2 separate regions of the Mus musculus genome follow, and region 2 is linked to region 1. The links are chromatin contacts, called in public HiChIP or PLAC-seq maps. All regions are on one chromosome and are shown on one strand. The core of a region is the stretch at or near the end of the contact, and the rest is flanking DNA. Distances in the headings are between cores, read along the strand shown. Region 1 overlaps Slc8a1 (solute carrier family 8 (sodium/calcium exchanger), member 1). Region 2 overlaps Slc8a1 (solute carrier family 8 (sodium/calcium exchanger), member 1).

The links. HiChIP or PLAC-seq counts read pairs in DNA pulled down with a chosen protein or histone mark.
Region 2: a contact with region 1 is called in an H3K4me3 HiChIP or PLAC-seq map of bone marrow-derived macrophages, with 2.3 times the contacts expected there. The contact joins two enhancer-like sites. A contact is called at or near these places in 10 of 484 Hi-C or Micro-C datasets (the HPC-5 cell line, the N1E-115 cell line, cerebellum and 5 more), 3 of 115 datasets of contacts at active chromatin or transcription factors (bone marrow-derived dendritic cells, bone marrow-derived macrophages and neural progenitor cells) and 3 of 9 other capture datasets (adipose tissue, liver and pancreatic islet).

Annotation. Positions count from the first base shown.
Region 1 is chr17:81,549,484-81,555,332 of GRCm38.p6, forward strand. The region is part of intron 2 of Slc8a1 (solute carrier family 8 (sodium/calcium exchanger), member 1); the gene reads right to left. Among named protein-coding and RNA genes, the nearest start is that of Slc8a1, 190 kb to the right of the region's middle. Within about 2 kb of position 2,543, at least 28 of the 459 cell types and tissues checked have an H3K27ac peak or open chromatin away from gene starts, as enhancers often do. A contact at or near this core is called in bone marrow-derived macrophages, where this site is marked.
Region 2 is chr17:81,662,930-81,668,778 of GRCm38.p6, forward strand. The region is part of intron 1 of Slc8a1 (solute carrier family 8 (sodium/calcium exchanger), member 1); the gene reads right to left. Among named protein-coding and RNA genes, the nearest start is that of Slc8a1, 73 kb to the right of the region's middle. Within about 2 kb of position 2,187, at least 13 of the 459 cell types and tissues checked have an H3K27ac peak or open chromatin away from gene starts, as enhancers often do. A contact at or near this core is called in bone marrow-derived macrophages, where this site is marked.

The DNA of each region.
Region 1 (5,849 bases), core at 1,293-3,792:
TCAGAGGCACCAACCTGAGGACTGCTGTCAGGACAGCTTTTGGAGGCGCCCCGGACTGGAAGATGAGGTGCACACGCTGCAGAAGGAGATGCTAGCTTGTTCTGACTTAATCAATACAAATATTTTCAGCTAGGAGCCAGGACCTATTTAAACAAGTCTAATTCTGCACTACTCTCTACTTCCCTTCAGAGTTTAAGACTATAAAGAGAGAGGGGAGTCGATTTACTACTTAAATGGGGGTGGGAAAAGTAATCCACAATGAGCAAAACCATTTGACTTATATTTAGGACAAAGCCATCCGTGTGTCTCCAGTGCAAAGAAACTGACAGAGATTCCAAAAGATAATAGGAAGAATTCATTTTTCCCTACTAATGTCCATAGTGCACATGAATATGGAATATTGTCACATGCTTATGATGTGTTTTCTTTTTTTTTAATGATTTGTATAGTTGGCTCTGTGCAGAAGCTGGAGGAAGGCATTGCATGCCCTGCAGCTGGAGGGACAGGTGGTTGTGAGCTGCACAAGTTTAGTCCTGGGAACTTAACTCTGGTTATCTGCAGGAGCAGTATGGATTCTTGACTACTGCACTATTTCTCTAGCCCAGGTGAAATGTGTGTGTGTGTGTGTGTGTGTGTGTGTGTGTGTGTGTGTGTGTGAAAGTCCACTTGTCTTTTCTTTTATTAAGATCACAGGTAGTTTTGCTTTCGCATGATGACAAAATTTGAGTTGAAATGATTTACAACAGATATTTTCTGTTCTTCAATTTTTTTATCGTTTGAAATAGTATGAATGCAGAGACAGCAATGAATGAAAAATATTTCTATTTCTGTCAGTTTAATAGCCACATAGACATTTGAAACTATGACAAGCATCTAATGGTTTCATAGGTCATATAAGAAAAAAATTCAAGCTGGGCGTGGTGGGGCACGCCTTTAATCCCAGCACTTGAGTGATATTTGGCATTAAACTACAGTGCTGGACTGTCCAATGCTGTGCTCCAAACAAACACACAAACATGTGACACTCCCAGAGAAAGCAACACACCATGTACCAAGCTAAGAGGTTGAAGCAGGTAACTTAATACATCAATCATTGGTTTTATTGGTCGGGAATGGACACGTGATCAATCAAGGATGAGAAGTGGGAGCTTTGAGGGAACAAAATCCTGGGAAGGTGAAAACATGTCTAGCAGCCAATGCTTTCAGACTTAGAGATGCTTGTTTCTCTGTTCTATCTTTGAATCAAACTGTATCTAAATACTAAGGTGTGCTATGCATGGCTATGCAGTAGTCGTCAAGCTAGACTGTTTGAGTCTATATGACAGCTCCTCCAATAAACTGTTAGCCTGGTTTGGGACATAATACTTAAGTGTCCTTGGCTTTCCTTTCCTCAATGACATAAGTAACAACAGTGCCTAATTTATAGTGAGTGACCTTAGCATACACATTTAAAGTACTTACTTACTTAGTGCCTGTTATGGAACAAACCCTCCACAAGTATTACCCTTATTACCACCACTGTGGACATTATCACCATCTTAATGGCAATAAAGCCCATTCCTAAGCCATAAAGTACAGTTGATAAAAGTAAGTTCTAATCGCTGCCAAGGCATAGAGTCCACCCTGGCAGGGACAGGTATCTGTTCACACTGCATCCTCAATCAGGATCTACGGAGACAAGTGCAGTGCACGTCAGGCTTTCTGTTCTTTTATTTGGTTGGACTCCAGCCTACAGGCTATCACCATTCATGTTTAATGTGGGTCTTTCCACTTCAGCTAAGTCTCTCCGGAAACAGCCTCAGAGAGAGGTGTGTCTCCTGGCCTATTCCAAATGCCTTCGAGTCAACACTGTGAAAGGCCATGTCTTCTTCACGTCGGCTCGGAAGAGATCTGTATGATCACTGAGGGGTCCTGTGAACTTGAGCCTTCACAGGCTGTTTGTATTAGCTTCTGTGACTGCTAAACATTCATTAGATTCTTTTTTTTAAGTCCTAGGTTGCTCTTGGGTGATGGCATTTTGTGACCACTCTGACAATAGATGCTATCGCACTCTGAGGGTCAGAACACAAATGTGTCATTCTCGGGCTCCCTGCAAGTGACTCAATCCTGGAATCCTCAGGATGTCACCCCTTTACTTTAATGCAAAGTCTTTAGGAGTAGCTCAAATGTCCTATTTAATGTTTTTTTTTTTCAAAGTTCCTTCACACACTAGGAATCATTTCAAAAATCAAGCTTCCAGGAATGCCCTGAGGTCTGAGATGATCAGATTGTCAGATCCCACCTTTAGAGTCCCTGTCTCAGTCTCTCTGGGCTGAGGGTATGTGAGCTGATAACTCTGAGTTTGTATCGAGTACCCATGTGATGCTTCGGAAGGAAGAGAAAACTACAAAGTTCTCACAGTGATATAGTAGCTCTGTGGTGATTCCTTCCTGCGGAAATCTGCCCGATAGAATTTTTATGGGTTCCCCGTCACCCTTGCATCTTTTCAGAACTTCCCTGAGCTGGTCTGCAGATGTGGGTTTTGCTGTAAATGCAAGGCCCTAACACAGCTGACACGCAAAATACCCACTTCTGCATTCTGCTTTTATGCATTATCCAGTACTGGAACAGCACCCGAGGCAAGGACTGGGAGGGGCAGGTCACATTGTAAGATTTAGACCTCTGGAGCCCCTTGAAACTCTTTATACTATCCCCAAGCTGTACAATGTTCATCGGGGCTCATTTATTTATTTATGTCTCCTCCTACACACATTCAGCTCAGAGGCAGCAGTGCTCAGCTGTTTAGCCAAGTAGACATTACTAGCAGTATCAGTAACAGAAATAAAGCTCCTAAATTTAAAGTTGTACACTGGTTAAAAGTTCAGCTTCTCTGGAGCTTTCCTGGGCAGAAAGAGTCCTCTGCTCAGTGAGACACTGCTCCCTGGCTTTCTGTTTTGAGCTTACCTGGAGATTATGCAAGGCTGAAGGTAGCAAGTGATTGCCATTCTTCCATTTATGTAAGGCCATGGTAATAAAATAAGCCATATACATCACATGTAATCAAATTCATTTTATGGTCCCTATTTTTTTTCTGAGTTAAGGAAATGGCTGTTTGGACTTAGGCTAGAGTAGTATTCTGACTTATGTCAACAAATCACTGACTGAGTAGTGACCAAAAAAGCAAAAACCTATAAGTGAAATTTATTCAAAAAGCCTACAGCACTATGTACTCACAAATTGATTAAATGATTAAAAACCTGAGGACATTCATACTGCATGTCTGCAATATCAGAAGAAAGTACTGAAAACAAAAACCAAGAACATTTGAAATATTACACTGCATCAGTTTTTAAAAAACATTTTTAAAACAAAACCAAATAAATATATAATTAGATTATAGTATTTCATAAATAATATGTCTACTACCTAGGTGGTCCTAACTTAAGAGAACTCTATGAATATGAAAATCATGGTGGCATTAGACTGGGAATTTTTGTGATATTTCTTCAGTTTTTGAGATTCACAATGTATTTTCATGACACTGTGAGACCTGATGTTGGCTTTGTTCTGCTACCTGCAGTGGGATCTAGGTCCTGTGGTAAAGTTTCTGTGGCTATTCAGTGGGCATTGACAGTGTGAAGATTTCATCTAACAGAATCATGGGATGTAGATGGGAAATAGGCAACTAAAATGAAGACACAGAACCAGTATCATGACACAGAAAAAAAAAATGATAATTTTCTTTCTATCTTAAGCAGGTCAAGTGAATTGGCCAGAAATGAACAGGTGAGGAAAGTTTTAAAAATATCAAAATTACCAAAGTATGATTTTTTGAACTCTAACATGTGTTAGCATTTTTAAGAGACATAGACCCAAATATTCTTATCCATGTTATCTCAGAACCACGAAGTCAGAGCCCCCTAGAGGAAGCTAGACATCCATAGTGTAAAACAGGTGATTTTTGTGCCAGCATGGTCCTGGCTCAGTTCCAGTATGCACCAATGATTATATATATACTAAGCCACACTTCCTTGTGTTCCATGAGCTGAATGAAAAGTCTTCAGAGCATGCCTAGAAGCCAGATATTATTATTATTGATATTTATAGAGAAAGATTGGACAACTCACCTATAGTCACTTTAATTCTTTATAATTATAAAAATAATATATTTATGTTATAAATATATATATATATAATAAGTATATATGTATTACATATGTGTTATTTGTTTATATATAATTTATTATGTATACAATATGTAATTTATATATAATTTATTTTATATATGTGTATATAATTTCATATACATTTTTTTCAAGAATTTCAACAATCTCCCTGGGTGGTGGTGGCGCACGCCTTTAATCCCAGAATTTGGGAGGCAGAGGCAGGTGAATTTCTGAGTTCGAGGCCAGCCTGGTCTACAAAGTGAGTTCCAGGACAGCCAAGGCTTTACAGAGAAACCCTGTCTCAAAAACAAAACAAAACAACAACAACAACAAAACAAACAAACAAAAAAAGAATTTCAACAATCTATGGGCTTGCTCCTATTGAAAGTATGCCAAATTTGAGAGGCTTTCAATTCTCAAGAATATGAAGGAAGATCTGAATACCTAGCTAAGGAGGCAATGCAAGCTTACACCATGAGAATAAACTCTCCATTACTTGTGGAAGCCTCTGATAGGCAGTGTGCAAATGGCTTGGTTTCACCTCAGAGAGAAATTAAAGTGATGGGCTGTTTAACACGATGTCTGTAATGACAATGAGAACTTCCCCAGTGGAAGGCAGGTGTTGACAAAGCCTCCAGCAGCTGATCATGTCATTTAGATGATGATGAAAATATTCAGCGTTGACTCTCATTCTGTTCTCTTGGCTCAGAGAGATTAAGGGACTTATTCTTCAGTCAACGCCATCAGTCTTTTATTCTTTGGTTCCCTGCAGCATGGGCTTTGCAGGTGCTTTGTGGTTACTTAATGGTCCTTCCTTTGTTATCTGGTGGAGACAGCTCTGACAGTATTGGTCCCTCTCTGGACCATATGGCCTTTATAGAAGTCATTCAGTCCATGCTTCCTGAACAAACAGCTGAATGAATAAAAGACTGTATGACTCACTAAGCAGCAGAACTCATAATCCAATATCTGAGCAGTTCCACCCGTCACACAGCTATTACTAACATGAGGCGGAAATCTCTCTTGTCTCCCTCCCTCTGCTGGGCACCGCTCTGCCTTTCTAAAGCCATACACAATTATTCCCATGATCCTTCCCATTCACACTTGAACGGAGCTGTCTGGATCATCTTCCAGGTTCTTGCCCACCGTTTCCTTTACAATCTGACCCCTAGATATTTCACAAATGAATCATTCCTCCTTGGAGAGTGTTTGTCAATGACCCTACTGAAATGCAGTACTTAAGAATTGAGGACCATGTTGCTGAGATGAGCTATAAAAAAAAATCAGCTTTTCTTAAAACGTTAATTTCTTTCTCTCTGGCAACACTCTTTCTTCTAAAACAAATATATGGTTAATAAACATTCTTTTCAGCCAGGCATGGTGGCACTCTAGTCACATCTTCCAGAAACTAGAGGCAGACAGATCTCTATGAGTTTGAGGACACCCTTGTCTATATAGTGAACCCCAAGTCAGCTAGGGTTACATTTTAAGTCCATGTAAAAAAATGTTATTTTCAGAATTTATTAGTTGTTTAAAATGGGTAATAGCTTTCACCTAACTAGAATATCTTAGCAACTTTATTTTATACCTCAATGTAATGACCTAGGTAGGATATAAATACAGTTCTTTGAACATTAGTCATGTGCTCCAATCTATGAAGTACACTTTGCAAATAGGAAAGTAAGTTACATACCAGAACAATCA
Region 2 (5,849 bases), core at 937-3,436, 110 kb after region 1:
AATATATCTGCTAGCCTCAGAGCCCTGAAGGCTGAGAACACAAGGGGCTGCAGTTTAACAGTCTACATCACCAAACAAAGAGCAGTGACTTGGTACTCTTTCCTCTCTGAGGAAGCCTTGTTAGATATCTAGGCATTCCCGAGGCTGGAAATGTAGTTATATTTGGGAAAGTCTTCTACATGGTCAAAGAGGAAGAAAAGCAGACATGACTTGGATGGAATGACCTCTGGGTATCACTTCCTCCCTTTTTAATCTTAGAGCCATTTGATATTAGGTATTCTTGATTTTGTTATTTTACACACACACACACACACACACACACACACACACATAAACCACATGCCATTTGATGTGTTTTCCAGTGTCTGGGCTAAGAATACTGATTTAAACACAAAACAAAACAAAAAATATTTATGTTTTGGGAAGAAAGATAGAAAGATTCATAAGGATAAAATTCTCGAATTTTGCCCAACACACAAAAACTTCAGCTCTGAGGGAGAGTCATTTCTGCTCTATAGGAGGTGAGGCTCCTGAGATGTGGCACCTTTCCAAACTCTCTGATGCCACCTATAGTGAAGTCTACAAAGCAAGTGTCACTTTGGGAGCAGAATAAGCAGCCTGATGACCGAAACCTGCTATGAGGCTTGGATACTCTATACTAAGGAATGAACACAACCAGAAAGAGGCCCTAAGTCCTGTGTGTTAGTGAGGTGTGCAGAGGAGAATGCATGAGAGCCATCAATGATAAATAAACTACCTAAAGTGTACCAAGGGATGCCCAGTGTAGCATCATACCTAAAATCCCAGGAATCTGGAGGCACAGGTAGGAGACTTCAAGGGGTATGGAGTCCCTTGGGCTCCATGGTGAGAATTTATCTCTAAAACCAAGTAAAAAGTAAACCAAGAAGTGCATTGACTAGTGGCCTACCCTTTCTCCTTGCCTCTGACCATTGCAGTGACTTCATGATGAATCTTACCTTCCAGTGTAAAATGCATTTGGGAAATGCCGAAAGCTACTATTGATCCCAACTCTATAGTGTACATACACAGTCCTGAATGAGTGCAGGGCAGATCAAGTGCTATGGAGACATTCATGACATTGTTCTATGGCTGTCCTTGCCATAAAATGCTTAGAACATGTTTTACTTGGTCAAAATGACTCAGCTTATTGGTTTTCTAAACCCCTTTACCTCTTTGTGATGACCCCCAAATCCCCTTTCCTCTCCTCGACGAGGTCAGAGGCCAAGCTTCTCCTTCCTCTGCAGTCCAGATCCTATCTTACTCAGCCATGGTATTTCATCTATGAGATCATGGCAAGAAGAACTAAATCCAGAACATGGCTTTTGTAGTCTTTTATTGACCCACAGCTAAGTCATTCAACTGCACAATAGTCTTCACCTTTAAATGCATTTTTATGCTTCTTTGCTGGACACTTAGAAGCATCAAATAGGTATATGTATGTATATATATGTATATATATGCATATGTGTGTGCATGTGTGCATATATATACATATACATATGCATGCACACAAACATACACACACACACACACACACACACACACACACACATACACACATATATACCAGCTTGTCTAGATAATGACATGACAAGTGTTCAACAAATGTGAAATGGCTTGCCTTTCCATGTGTCTTTTACACAACCTGAGTGCTCAGTAGACACCATGGTTGGATTAGTGGAAGGTGGTGAATCACTCACTGGTTGTCTTGCTGTTTTGACTTGATCTCACATTAGATTCAGCAAAGACATTATTTGTAACTTAGTTTGCAATGGCATGGAATCTACAGAGTGATTATCCCATCTTTTAAGATAGCCTCTGATAGAGACATTAATTTTTTCCAAGATCTCTTGAATGTGCAGGGAACTGTTTATCTGAATTGGCATCGAGCAACTGTTGTCTAGGTGACTGGTGGAAAGGTTACAATACAGCGCCTTCAGGATTTTGAGACTGTCAGTCTGCTCTAGAGAAAATACTTTGCCCATTTCTCAGAAGCCTTACAAAGGCTAACTTCTTAAGAAAAGAACCAAAGGTTGCTTCAGGGTAAAACCTTAGTATAGGAATCCACATTTGCCTGCTTCTGGTTTCTCTCCGGTGACTGACCTCTTATTCAAGAGCTCTGCTCCCAGGCCCTTGGCTCCCTACGCTTCCCTATCAGAACAGTCTCAAGAGGGCATTCAGTGGGCAGAAACACAGTTTTAACTCTTCCACTTCCTCTTTGTCTTGCTGTGTCCCAGGTCCTCGGGACTTTTTGAGAGCTGATTGCATAAAGCTTTTCAAATTCACAAATCGACATATACTAATGGCTTGTGTAGATTCACACATAGTATATGTTCACATATTGACATATACTAATGGCTTGTGTAGATTCACACATAGTATATGTTCACATATTGACATATACTAATGGCTTGTGTAGATTCACACAGTATATGTTCACATATTGACATATACTAATGGCTTGTGTAGATTCACACATAGTATATGTTCACATATTGACATATACTAATGGCTTGTGTAGATTCACACATAGTATATGTTCACATATTGACATATACTAATGGCTTGTGTAGATTCACACAGTATATGTTCACATATTGACATATACTAATGGCTTGTGTAGATTCACACATAGTATATGTTCACATATTGACATATACTAATGGCTTGTGTAGATTCACACATAGTATATGTTCACATATTAACATATACTAATGGTTTGTGTAGATTCACACATAGTACCTCTTTGTTGAGCAATACCTCTGCATTTTGTTAGGGATTTGGTCAGAATTCTTCACTCAGATGAGTGACCTTCATACTAATGGTTTCAGATTCTATGTTGGCCAGTGGATAAAGGCTTTGAACCCATGAATGTTTTACCAGACTCAAACAACTTATTATAGATGATGCACTAGCCCTCAGCCACAAAAAGAGTTTCCATGCTTCACTTGTCAGACAGGACATTCCCTTCCTTCTTTGAAAACTGAGCAGGAAGTAAGGATGCCTGTAATTTGAACCTTCTTGTTGCATTCTGGACTAGAAGCACCAAGGACCCAAAAACCAAAGGACAGGTGTAAATGTGAGGGCGAAGCAATCAGATTCCAAACAGAGTTGCCAGGGAAGAGAGCAGTGTGAGCTCTGTGAAATCAAGGCACTCTCTACTTGTGTTCTAAACTCCTTCCGTGAAAGCATACAGTAAGCACTCACCCTGGAAGTCTCCACATCAGACAGTGGGCTGTCACTACTACTCCATGGTTAGTTTAAAGTTTCAACACGATGCACATGTACACATGAGAAGCTAGAGGCTGCAGGAAAGAGAGAGGAAGAATAGAGAAGGGGAAAGAGAGGGATTGCCAGAGGAAGGAGAAAGAGAGGGAGGAGAGGGAGAGAGAGGGAGAGAGAGAGAGAGAGAGAGAGAGAGAGAGAGAGAGAGAGAGAGAGAGAGAGAGATTGAGAGAGAAATAATCCTACTGCATTTAATGAGGCCCCACTGGACTAGCCCTAAGTTTAAATCAAAATCCCAAAGGCAAAAGCTGAAAGCTCACATTTCCCGAGTCTGGTCTATCCCAACGGGTCGGAAAACACCTGACATCTACTTCCCCTACATCTAAGAGACATCTCCCAGGAGCCAGAACCATTTTGTTCAGAGGGAAAAGTGGGAACAGGTAGTGTTGTAACCCACTGGCCTGGTTAGCCTTAGTTGCTACTGAGAATTAGAGCTGGAGAGGTAGACTGTTAAAGGAACAGTGGGGAATCCAGACAGCATCCTGGAATCTAGAGAAAGTCAGGGAAAATACTTGCCACAAGAGGGAGCAGTAGAATTTGGTCAGATAGGTTCCTGGGTAAATGTTCTCACAGGGGAGAAGGGGTTTGCAGTAGACATTGGATCATGAAGTGTGGATGGCAGTGGATGATGTTGAAACACAAGGCACATATCCCTAAGTAGCTGAGATTATCACTTGAACCACGAAATTTTTAACAAAAGCAACGACTGGAAGGAACATATATACAACAGCTCAAGAATATGAAACACGCAACCTGATGTAACATCCTCTTCTCTAAACATGTCTTACTCTATATTTAACTTCCATTCTAGTCTTGTCCTTGCTGATACCTATACCTGCTTCTTGCCTGCATAGCTTTCTCCCTCTACCTTGGGCATCCGAGAGAAAAGACTGGCCTCCTTGAATGGCAACATGAAAACAACACCCTTAAGTCTAAAACTGTGATGTTCACAGTCAAAGGCAAAATACTTTCTTGATGCTGCTGTGTCTTTTAAAATGTTTTTTTTTTCTGTTCATTCTCTTTTTAAAGGAGGAATGCAATTTATAGAAGCCCCAGAGTTCTTCTCATCATTTATTCTGTCCAGGACAGAGATTAAGCACTAAGAGGGAAGGAACCATGCGTTTACTTTGCAAGATAAATAAAAGTCTATTTTCGTCGATAAAAAACATGTTAAATATAGCTCACTAACAAATGCCGCCGCTCTTTTCAACGTAGTTTATTGTTTCAGAACACAGTGAGCTTGAAAGAACAGCTATGGTGATCGGGATTCTTCAGTCCTCAGGGTATCCCTCACCTTCCTTCCCTGTTTTTATTTAGAGTTACAGCACTCACAGTACTATGCTCTTTCCTTCCCTGTCACAGTCAACAGAGTTTCCAGCTATCTCTTAATCTAAATCCACACTGATACTATGGAAACTCTTACGCAGCAACAGTAAGGTCTGCAGACAAGTAAGGCAGCATGAAGCACACAGCCCACCTCTGCCTTTAGTTCACTCCTCTCTTCCCAGCCCTGGCTGATCACTCCGAGGACACTCGCATCCTTTGCTGCCTCTGGTCAGTGTGGCAGTGGATAATGGCTTATCTCTCTTCACCTTTTTTCACTTTCCTCTCACTCTTTTTCTAGAGACCCAGTTCATTTCCAATAAAACACAACAGCCATTTTAAACCGGGGCAGGGGGAGGGGGGAGCAGGCCTCTCTTTATAGGGTAGATCTTATTTAAAGTGCCCAGAAATCCAAATGGAACACTTTATTGAAGCAGGCAGAAATTTGTAAAATGGCTTAAGAAAGCCCATCTCACTGAAAGCAGTGGTCCTTCACTGCCAACTCCCTCACACAAGCCCAAAGATGGAGCAGGCTCCTTCCTTTCTTCCTTCCTTCCTTCTGCTTTCACACACCAGGCTAACCTTCGCAAATTAAGCAAGTTTAGCAAACCCAGAGAGCAAAATCCTGGTAACACAGGATTTGAAAGAGGAACCTAAAAAGGCAGCCATCCTTCTTCCGGCTTTCTGTTCTTAACAAATGAATGAAGAATCTAGATTCATCCCACTCCCACTCCCCCTTTTTTTTTCTGCAGAAGAGCTCTAAGAGAGGAGGTGTGTGTGTGGTGTGTACTTTGTGTGTGTGTACTTTGTGTGTGTGTGTGTACTTTGTGTGTGTGTGTGTACTTTGTGTGTGTGTGTGTGTGTGTGTGTGTGTGTGTGTATTAGTGGGGCATACTTTCAGAATTTCCTCCAGGTTGCCTCCCCCTCCTCACTCCCCCACAGCCCCCTTCAGAAATCTTCACCCAGCAGGCAGCTCCTGGGCTGTAGATGTTGTTCAGCTGTTCCTATGTGATGTACTCGGGCAGTCCTTTGAAGCAGATCTGATCAGAAATCCCCTCCTCCTCAGCTGCTGGCTCCATGACCAGGATGCCTGAACTGTCTTTAGCTCATCTGTCATTTTTTTTTTAAAAAGCTTCTTCCACTACACCTCCCACTGATATCCTTTTTTCCTCGTTTTAGTCTTTACACCTCCAACAGGACAAAGTTTGTGTTGTTATGTT